Regions from separate parts of the Gossypium hirsutum genome. Here regions 1, 3 and 4 are each linked to region 2. Evidence: chromatin contacts called from public Hi-C data. All regions are on one chromosome and are shown on one strand. The core of a region is the stretch at or near the end of the contact, and the rest is flanking DNA. Distances in the headings are between cores, read along the strand shown. Region 1 holds the start of LOC107886342 (ADP-ribosylation factor GTPase-activating protein AGD2). Region 2 holds the start of LOC107886349 (TIMELESS-interacting protein). Region 3 holds the start of LOC107887465 (phytosulfokine receptor 1). Region 4 holds the start of LOC107886339.

Evidence for each region. Hi-C and Micro-C count contacts between places; a contact is called where the count stands out from the background.
Region 1: a Hi-C map of leaf shows a contact between it and region 2, with 2.1 times the contacts expected there. The contact joins the promoter of LOC107886342 here to the promoter of LOC107886349 in region 2. A contact is called at or near these places in 3 of 34 Hi-C or Micro-C datasets (all in leaf).
Region 3: a contact with region 2 is called in a Hi-C map of leaf, with 4 times the contacts expected there. The contact joins the promoter of LOC107887465 here to the promoter of LOC107886349 in region 2. A contact is called at or near these places in 19 of 34 Hi-C or Micro-C datasets (anther, callus, fibers and 4 more).
Region 4: a Hi-C map of leaf shows a contact between it and region 2, with 2.0 times the contacts expected there. The contact joins the promoter of LOC107886339 here to the promoter of LOC107886349 in region 2. A contact is called at or near these places in 3 of 34 Hi-C or Micro-C datasets (callus and leaf).

The regions. Positions count from the first base shown.
Region 1 is chrA03:73,276,638-73,279,337 of Gossypium_hirsutum_v2.1, reverse strand. LOC107886342 (ADP-ribosylation factor GTPase-activating protein AGD2) reads right to left here and starts at 1,310. Exons shown (of 18, transcript XM_016810255.2): 1 at 1,084-1,310; 2 at 654-730; 3 at 196-305. The coding sequence starts at 1,131.
Region 2 is chrA03:72,969,388-72,972,087 of Gossypium_hirsutum_v2.1, reverse strand. It overlaps LOC107886349 (TIMELESS-interacting protein), which reads right to left and starts at 1,293. Exons shown (of 5, transcript XM_016810270.2): 1 at 654-1,293; 2 at 428-550. The coding sequence starts at 1,055. LOC107886351 (a long non-coding RNA gene) reads left to right here and starts at 1,237. Exons shown (of 2, transcript XR_001680735.2): 1 at 1,237-1,722; 2 at 1,905-2,700.
Region 3 is chrA03:72,574,174-72,576,873 of Gossypium_hirsutum_v2.1, reverse strand. It overlaps LOC107887465 (phytosulfokine receptor 1), which reads left to right and starts at 1,254. Exons shown (of 1, transcript XM_016811728.2): 1 at 1,254-2,700. The coding sequence starts at 1,642.
Region 4 is chrA03:73,395,973-73,398,672 of Gossypium_hirsutum_v2.1, reverse strand. LOC107886339 reads right to left here and starts at 1,303. Exons shown (of 2, transcript XM_016810247.2): 1 at 1-1,303. The coding sequence starts at 1,170. The coding sequence ends at 250.

The DNA.
Region 1 (2,700 bases), core at 61-2,560, 310 kb before region 2:
TGAGAAAGTAATCAACAGTCAGAAACGCATATGCGCACGGAGTTAAATGCACATCTGTTATATGTTTCATCCCCAGTAATTGACAAAGCTTGCAAGTTGCAACACGAGAACCAAAACTTTAAACCTAATCAAAATTGTTAACAATAACTAGTAAGACGGGTTTTGTAGTTAAAAGAGGTCTAAATAAGACGACACCTTGGAAACCTCCTATAGATAAACTATAAGGTTCATCCTTCGCACCACCAAATGCTTCTAAAGAATCAGCAAAGCTATTGTCTCCATTATATGCCTCTCCAAGGGCTGCCCTGCAAAAGGAATAGAGATGGAGCAAAATAAATAAACATGTATATATGGAGAAAAAGAGAGGGAGAGAGAGATTCAGAGTGAGATGTATCTTCAATAATTCTTTTTGTATTTTACAACTCAAGTCACTAAAGAGAGCACTTGTTCTCTTCCTTCTTTTATTGGGTCTTGGGAAATTAACTTAATCATATCCTATTCATTATTGCAGTGGAATTATGTCATAGCAGGGGAGAGAGGACAAATTCAAAGTCATATGACAGATGTTCGGGGAACAAGGCAAAAGAATTGAATCCAGCATTTACGGTATGAGTAAAAAGAATTAGCGAATTTAGAAATAGAAAGATACATACATAAACCTTTTGCTTCCTTTATACAGTATTTGACAGCGATTTTTCAAATCGTCAGCCATGTGCTCCAAAGACCATATCTGTTCCATCAACGAAAAAGATTAGAATCAGTTTTTCGTCAATTAAGGAAAAATAGTTATAACCGAAAAGAAATATAAAAATAAGCCATTACTTTAACCAATACCAATTATTTTTGGAAATAAGATTCAAGCGAATTTTGATTCTTCACTGTTCGGTAAAAAAGAAAAGAAAATAGAAAATTTTATATTCAAATGAAACGGTAACCATTGTTCACAATTCGATTCAAAAAGGGAAAAAAAAACTTTTCAGTTATTCATTGGCTAAGCAATCAAACGAAATTATAAAAAAATAAAACCTTAATTCTGAAAACACAAATGTAGAATAGGCAAAATGTGGAGAACTTCGGAGTTACCTGCTTTTGAAACATAGGTGAATCTTCAAGCTTGAGAAAGGCCGACATTGCTAATTTGCTTTTTTTTTTTCTTCTTCTTTATCTTTCAAAATTCAATCTCAAAAGATCGCAGGGTCTGTGTCTCGGATCCAAAATGAAAGTAATAGAGACCGTGCCAGATGAAGCTGATTTATTTGTTTATTTAAAGAAAGATCTATTATTGGAAGCGCGCCACGAACTGAAAATCTACGCCAACTAACTAGGTTCGCGGGCGAGCCAGGGGCTTATATGGGCTCAGTGAGTTTGAGCCTTTAAAAAAAGGTAAATACAAAATGAGCCTATATTTGATTGAGTCTACGGCCCGTTGAATTACGAAGACCGTTGGAAACAGGGTGGTGTGTTATTAAGCAGTGCTTAATTAAATGTTAACTCCTGCTATTTGTCAAAGTTGTATATTTAATTTTTGTACTTTAATTTGATATTTTAGTTCATGTACTTTTTAGATTTTAAAATTTCAGTCCTCATCAAATGATAGAAATTATATTCATTAAGTTTTGTTATTTTCAAATTTTAATGGGGTAAACATATTACTCACTAAAAATTTAGTTAATGGATTAACAATAGCCATTTAACATCAAGACTGAAATTTTAACATTTGAAAAATATAGGACCTTAGAATGATTCAATTGGAGAATATAAACTAAATCTATAATTGTACATATATTACAAGACTAGTAATTGAATTTAACCAAGCAAATTTAACTACTTTTGTTTGGGATTGGACTAAATTTTTAAAATTCAAAAAGTATAAGGACTAAAATTGACAAATTTGAAAATTTTAAGGACTAAAATTAACCAAATTAAAGTATAATAATTAAATCCACAATTTCACAAAGTATAGATACTAATAGCATAACTTAATATTAGTTAAACATTTCACCCAAAAAAAAAGCTAAAAAAATTTAAATATTTAAACACAATTAGAGGTGAGCATGGGCCGGGCCGGGTTTGACTAAAAATTTAGACCCATTTTCTAAGCTCGGGACTAGCCCGGCCCAAAAAACGAGTCTAAAATTTTTTCCAAACCCGACCCGGATAAAAATGTTAAAACCCGAGCCCTACTCGGCCCGCCCATATTAATTTTTATATTATTTTTATATAATTTTAAAATATATATAATACATCAAAACTACTAAAAATATCAAAATAAATATCTCCCAACAAATTGAAAATAAATTTTAAAAAATATTTATACTTAAATAATACTAAGATAGATGCAACTTAATAAGCAAATGTCTCTAAAATAATAACAAAATTAACAAATGTCTTTAAAATAATAACAAAATTAACAATAAAATAAGTTTTATATAATATCCAAACAATAACAACAAAATAATAGCAACATAATAGTAAAATGGTAGTAAAATAAGAAGAAAATAACAAGAAAATAATATTAAAAAATGTAACACCCTCTAATCCTAAACTGTTACCAGAACAGGGTTACGGAGCATTACCAGACCTTTCAGACATATTACGAACCTTACAAAAATAAATAACATACATATTGTAAAACATTCATAATGCCCCTTTTATGGACCCTCGAGGCCCAAAATACATGTTAGAAGTGAATCAGGATTA
Region 2 (2,700 bases), core at 44-2,543:
AAGATATATGCAACAAACGAATTATGCTTATGTATACCCAGAATTTACTCAGCTGTCCATATCATGAAGATGCTAAAGCAAATTCACCGGCACGTAAAGGGATTTAAATTTACTGTCATCAAAGCTGCCTGTATTTTAGGGAAACAAAGAACATCTATGGAGTCCAGATCAACACGAACAATCTCAAACAAAGCTAAATAGCTAATACAATACGTGAAATTCAATGGTTAAACATTAAACCTCGTCTCGTTATGTACATTTAAATTTTAGAGTCTCAAAAGATAATATCAGAATAACCCAAAGCTACGAGTAAGAGGTAGTCAATCGCGTAATGTCTTGCAGGCTACTCCCCTGAAACAAAAACTACTTTACCCTAAATTCAGTAAAAAGTCATTGAACACTGCAAATTAAGGGTTGAATGAGTTACCTTAACACGTTTGGAAGAAGCAACTTTATCCACTTTATGTACAAACTGATCAAAGGAGTAATAAGGGAGCAAATACTTGTGCCACTCTCTGTACAACCCAATTAAGTTTCTCAAATCACTGGCCTAAAAGCAAAAAACTTTAAAGCTTAATTAAATCACCCAAAAAAAGGTAAAAGAAGAACAATCATATGAAGTTAAGAGAAAGAAGATAAATCTAGTAATCTACCTCGTGACTGCGACCGCGGTCCCTAAAAGCCCGAGGGAAGTGGCGAAGGATGTAACCGATACCATCATCGGAGAGGAGAAGTTCAGGTGTGAGCTTGGGTCGGGTTCTGCTTTTGGATACTTTCTTGGGCTTTTCGGGTCTAGGGAGCTGATTGGGAGTATAGCTGAGGGCGGCGGAGGCGGCAGAGGAAGCGTTGAGATTGGGTTGATCGGGGCAGTCACGAGCCCAGTGACCGGGTCTTCCGCACTTGTAGCAGCCTTTTCCGACGGGATTTGGGATACCGGATCCGGGTTTTCCGGGATTGGGATGATCGGATTTGAGGGCCTCGGGGCAGTCATGGGACCAGTGGCCTGTCTTTCCGCATTTGTAGCAACCCGTCGGCGCTGATTTTGGATTCTCCATTTCGCACTTCTCTCAGGTGTTTAGGTTCTTCTCTTACTACGTTTACTATTTATTTGCTCCTTTTGTATATGGCGGAAGATATTGGAGGGAAAAAAATATTAGCATTTTTTATTTCGGCCCAAATCCACCAGTTTCTAATAAACTTATCTTTAAATTCGGTCCTCTTTTTTTTCTAATATCTAAGAGATAAGTTAGTAAGAAAAAGGTTTTCCCTACAATATCTCCCGCCACATACAAAAAGAGCAAATAAATAGTGATCGCCCATTTTTCTCTGTTTGTCTCAAGATTTCGTCGAAACTTGTGGGTTTCTGTCGAAATTTCTTGTTTGATCTATGGTTCTTGAAGCCGAAGTGCGAGAAAAGGTCCTTCTCGGCGCTGTCTCGATTCAACTCTTGTTCGCTGGTTTTTCTCCGTTTTATCTCGGGATTTTGTCGGAGCGTTTGGGTTCCCTCCGGAAATTCTTTTTTCTGTGTTTGCTCGCTGCTAGTTGCTTCCTTTCAGCTGGGGTTTTCAGGCTGCTGGTGTTTCTTTCTTTTCATTGCTGGTGGGGTTCTGAGAGTTGGGTCTCACTGGATTCTTCGATTGGCTCGGTTTGGGAGCTTTTTTGGTTGTTTCTGTTGTGAGGGGTCTTCTCTTCAGTGAGCTCCTTTTTCAGCTTTTCTGTCAGGTTCAAGTCTTCCCTTGGATCCACTTTTATTGTTGCTCTTTCTTTTTCTATGATTTGATTTTGGTTTGGTTATTTCACTTCTTCATTGAAAGATGACTCAGGGTTGATGGATTGTTGCTTTATGATTGGTTTTCTTTGCATTATTGTTTGCTTATTATGAATATTGTGGCTTGGAACTGTAGAGGTTTAGGCCAACAACACTCTGTTAGGGCTTTAAGGGATGTTTATCAAAAACATAATCCCGACATTATATTTCTTAGTGAGACTAAACAGAGGGGCTCAAAACTGGAAAAACTCAGGAACAGATTGGGCTATGTTTACTCAAAGTATGTTGATCCAACGGGGACTGCAGGAGGTCTCTCTTTGTGGTGGCGATAAAATGTGAATCTGCATGTCTATGTAGCTACTAAGAATTTCTTTGATACAACTGTTGAAACGGAAAAAGGTTCCTTTGTGTACGGACATCCCTATGTTAAGGGTAAATTGGAAGTTTGGGAAGCTATTAAAAAGCTTAATCACTGGTGCAATAAAGCATGGTGCTGTATAGGAGATTTTAACGACGTACGTTTTAACTATGAAAAGCAAGGAGGTAATCCGATTGATGTGTCAAGAGCTTGGGAGTTTAATAAATTTATCTCTGGATGTAATTTGTTTGATCTACCGGTTCAGGGAGGGGAGTTTACTTGGGCCAACAATAGGGACAATAAAGGATTCGTCAGAGAAAATCGACAGAATCCTATGTAATGCTCGATGGTGTAATTGGTTCCCGAACTGTTTAGCATCTTCTGACATTGCTATTGGGTCTGATCATAAGCCTCTCTTTCTTTGCCTTGAGAAGAGGGATAAACAAAATTGGAAGTCCTTTAAATTTAGGTCGGAGTGGCTTGTCAATGATGAGCGTAAAGATGCTGTCATGGAGGGATGGTCCTTTAACGGTAGTGGGGAGTTCGGGGTTAATTCTCATATAAAATGGAGGAA
Region 3 (2,700 bases), core at 5-2,504, 400 kb after region 2:
TGCGACTTGGACCTGTTGCCAAATCAAACTCCACTATCAATTTCTAAAAGGAAACCGCAGGCAGGCTCCAACAATCAAAATCAAACTCGAAAATAAACAAAGCTTTATTTTTAATGTAACTTTTTAGTTAATGAAAATTAAAATTTTTTTATTTTTATTTGTTTTATTTATGTATTTTTTAAATATTTTTAATTTTGAAACTTTTATGTATTTTTAATTAAAATTTTATGATTTTCTAAAATTAGGATTGAATTGATATAATGTGTAAACATTGTGGGTTAATTTTATTAAATTTTTAGAATTAGGAACAAATTGATAGAAAATATTAAAAGCTAACTTTGTTATTATGTCTAGCCATATTAATATTTCATGTGTTGGCCAAAGATATTTTAACGTGGAGAGATTAAAAATTACAATTAATCTAACTAAAGTGACTAAATTAACAACAACGAAATTGTGACCAAAACAAGAATGCATTAAAACTTGGGAAATTATCTAAATAGTATAATCTTTAATTTTTATATAAATTTTTAATAATTATATTTTTAAGCTAACTATACAATTGTTCCCAAATTATATCACATTTCTCATTAGGCACCTAAAATTTTATTGGAGGTAAAAATAATACATAAAATATAAATTCCATCTTATTTTACCATAAAAAGTGTACAACATTTAATAAAAATATATCATGTGTTACATTTTTATTAAATAATATTATGTTTTAGAGTAAAATAAGATGAAGTTGATAGTTTAAATGTAATTTATGAGGAAAAGACCTACAATTGAAATAACTTAACAATTTTTCATTTAAGCATATTTTTTACATGGAAATTTTCTCATCCTATATATTGTTTTCTTGGGAGGCATTTAGGCTATTTCCCTAATAAATGTCATTAGTGATTACCAAACTTTGCTGCCCTTTAATTAGGCTGCTTTAGGTTTAATTTTGTTCTTATCCTAATTTGTCAGAGTATAAGGGAAATTTTTTCAATAATATTTTTTTTTGTATTGTACAAGTAAAATATTAATATTCACACATATAATAGGGATATATCCACATTAAACATCAAAGAGAATTCATTATTTCCCTTTAGTTTTTTTTATTTAAATTTTGAATCATAAAAATATAGCTGATTAATTTAGAAATTCAAAAAGTCAGACTAAATTGTAATAAAAAAATAAGTAGTCAAATGGCATATGGAAAGCACACATCTGTGAGCTGACCGGCCATCGCCAGTGATACCAACAGTTTACCGGTTAACCCATCGGATAGTTGTGTGCTTTCCATATGCCAACGGCTTTAATGGCGCAAAGCAACCTCTAAAGTCTAAATAAATAAAAAAATCCCCCAATATGAGAATAGAGAAGCAAAACCAAAGGCAAAGCACCTCTCAATTTCACTCATTTGACAATTGAAATCTGTGGTATGGCCAAATCCGTGTTGAAGTCAAAGCCACCATTTTGCTCTTCCTTTCCCTTTCCCTTTCCCTTTCCCTTCATCTCATCTCTTCTGTTTTGAGCTTTCACCCTCTCTCGACCCCCAAATCTCACAAGCCACATCGGAAAAATTCTTCTTTGGTTAAAGGGGTTTGCTTGTTTCTCGTCCTCAGCATACAAAGCTGCTCTCTTATTGTTGATATGGGGGCTCAAGGCTGCTGGGCTATGGTTATTATTCTTGGGTTGTTGTTGCAACCTCAGTTTCTCAGCTCTCAAAACCTGACATGCAATCAAAAGGACTGGACTGCTCTCCGGTATTTCATGGGCAATTTGACAAAAACACTTGAAGGTTGGACGACAAATTCCTCTGCTGATTGTTGTGACTGGGAAGGCATAACCTGTGATCCTCCATCTGCTGGTAGAGTAATCAAGTTGGAACTGCCCAATAAAAGGTTATCAGGCAAATTATCTGATTCTTTGTATGGTTTGGATCAGCTTAAAACTCTCAATCTTTCCCACAATTTCCTTAAAGATTCATTGCCACTTTCTTTGTTTCATATGCCGAATTTAGAGCAACTTGACTTGAGCTATAATGACTTCTCTGGACTAATCCCAGAAAGCATCAATCTGCCTTCAATTCGAAGTCTTAACATCTCTGCCAATTCCTTGAAGGGTTCCCTTCCTTCCCATATATGTGTTAACTCCACTGGAATTGGGTTCCTTAGTTTGGCAGTGAACTATTTCTCTGGTAATATTTCACCAGGGCTTGGAAAATGTTCTTCCTTGGAGGAACTGTATCTTGGCACAAATCAACTCACTGGTGTGGTGACTGAAGACATCTTTGAGCTTCAAAATTTGAGACGTCTGGGGCTTCAAGATAACAACTTGGGTGGGAAACTTAGTCCTGGTATTGCTAATCTCTCTAATCTTGTTCGTTTAGATATTTCTTCAAATAATTTTTCTGGAGAGATCCCGGATGTGTTTAGTGAGCTAAAGAGATTTCAGTATCTTATAGCAAATTCAAATAACTTTAGTGGTGGAATTCCCAGTTCACTGTCCAATTCTCCAACCGTTAGTTTGCTGAATTTGAGGAATAATTCATTGGAGGGTTCTATATATCTTAATTGCTCTGCTATGGTTACTTTGAATTCTCTGGATTTGGCTACCAATAAGTTCACTGGGCCTGTGCCTGATAATCTTCCCTTATGCAGACAATTGCAAGATGTCAACCTTGCCCGCAATAATTTCAGTGGCCAAATC
Region 4 (2,700 bases), core at 54-2,553, 430 kb before region 2:
TTCTTTCCCTTTAGACCTCCGCAAATCTGCCAATTCCCTATCCTAAAATTCATTAGTCAAATCCCCGTTAGCAAGGCCACTGAATCGGGAGCCTACCTTCTCCTTCTCCTGAATTTCGGTTAATTTCTACGGATTATCCCTTACTTTGCGCCTTGATTTCCTTTCTACAATCATCCACGGCCCATAGTTGCCATCTTTCTTTTCTGATCCTTCAACGTTCGATTTTTGAAATTCTGGTACTATCTCATGCTAGTCCATGTTTACCACCACCGTAGATTCTGGAATTTTGAAGTTACACATGTTTTCCACATGTCCATACCTTCCACAATGAAAATAGATAGTAGAAAGGGACTCATATTCTACCATTTGTGTTCGGCCATTTACCAAGATTTGAGACACCAACGGCTTTTCTAAGTTGACGTATACCGCCATTCTAGCGAACAACCCCCTCGTCCTGCTATCAGTATTCATATCTAACTTGACCACTTTGCCCACCAATTCTCCAATTTCAGTAATGATTTTACGGTTATATAAATAACTAGGAAGAGCAGGGAGTCTAATCCATGCCACTACTACACTTGGGTAAGCCTGTGTAGAGTCAAAAGCCCTCGTCCAAGGCTGAACAGTCAAATATTGGCCGAAAATAGTCCACGATCCTTCAGAGAGAGCCTTATCACAATCCAATTTGTTATGGAATTTGACTAGAAAATAGTCGTTTTCAATGTCCATCATGTGAATAGGGCCTGAAGGTCTCCATATGCTGTAAATTTTGTTCTGCAAAATCAAAAAACCAATGTTACGACCTAGGAGTTTTAAGATCACATTATTATTCATACCCTGAATAAGGATTTGATGAATTTGGTCCGAAAAAGTAATTGAAGGCATGCCATTCACAACGGATTTCTGAATGTCCCCTTCCAAAAAATCAATAACTTCCTTCCCATCCACATTGGAATCACCCTTTGAAGATTGGCTGACGAGCATGTCTCTCCAAGAAGTAGGTTGATCTAGAGGCAACTCGATCAGCATGTCATTACTCGTTGCTTTCTCCTTGTCTCTGAATCTAACTTTCTTAGGGATCATCTCCTCCACAGTGGATAGTCCAGGATCAACATTTTCACAGAGAGAATTCGACATTTTTTTCTTTAAAAAAAATAGGTTTTTGATCATTTCTCAACTGAGTGACCAAGTTTATAAGTAACATTAACTCAATCAAAAGCTTTATTATAATGAAAAACAATGAGTAAAAATATTAAACTTTATAAGATAAATTTATAAAGTGATATTTTTTAAGGTGAGTAAAAAATTAAAAAATTATATTAAAAAATGATATCTCCAATATTTGAATTCTTTTTATAGAATTAAAAAAATTATTGATAATGTATGAAATGCTAAATTTCAATAATAAATACATTAAAATATCAAATAATTATGACTTATTTTCCATTATTTTTTGTTTTTATTATATTTAAATAATATTTTTGTTGTATTAATTTTTTATGTTTTAATGCATTATTTGGGTGTAAGTTAAAAGGTTAAAATATATTAGTAATTGCATCATACATGTATGCATGTGGAAATAATATATTTATAATATATGTGTGGTTAAAAAATAGCATTTAATAAATAATTAAACATATGGTTTGAAATTAATAATTACATATGAAATTAAAATAAAACAAGTTAATCTAAATTGTGAGTAAATATAAATTTAAATATGTAAATACATTAGTGTAAGAATATTAAATACATTTCAATTGCTTTCCATCTTGTATTGTCAATTGCTATGACATGCTGAAATGTTATCAGGTTAGAAAGCTTTATTTAACGTGTTTTCAAAATGTTATTATATTATCACGTGGGTCAAAGAAAAATTCAATATTAAAAATATTGTTGTAAATTATTTATTTAACAATTGAATCATAAGAAAAATATGGTAACTTGCTTATAAAAAAAACTTTTATTAAACATACTTTCATAAAAATGATAAAGTTAAAATTTTAATATGTTTGATAGAAATGTTATCTCTTTTTTTTAATATAAATTTTATATAAAGCAATGAAAATACAAAACATTTTATAATAATATTTATTAATTTTAAACGATTAATTTTTTTAGTATTTTTCATAATTGAGTTGATTTCTAGTTAACTCTAACACCAACTCTTTTACATACTTAAATAATAGCATAAATTTTGATGCAATAAAAGCATAATCAAATTTTTTTATTTTTAGTTTTTTATTTAATGCATTTTCACTTAATTCAATAAATATTAACATAGTAGTTTTTTAGTAAAATAGTCGTTTAAATATAATTAAAAATTAAAACTTTATTTGAGTTAATGTTAAAAGTAGTGCTTTAAAAATTAAACCAGTTGGTCGAATTGATTAGTCTGGGAATTAGTCGATACAACGATTCAAAACAAGGAAAAAACCAATTGACTCTTGAACTAGATCGGATTGGTTGACCGGCAGTTGAACCAGTTTTTATGATTTTATTATTTTCATTTTAAAATTTTTATAATATTTTAATAATTTATTTAATTTTAACCAGACATACCAATCAAATGAAGAATCGATAACCTAATCAACTCAACTATCAGTTCGATTCGAAAAACATTAAATGAAGATTAAAATATATTTTGATGTAATAAAGTACACAGTAGTTTCATTATTATTTTGATATTTTTTGGTTAATTAT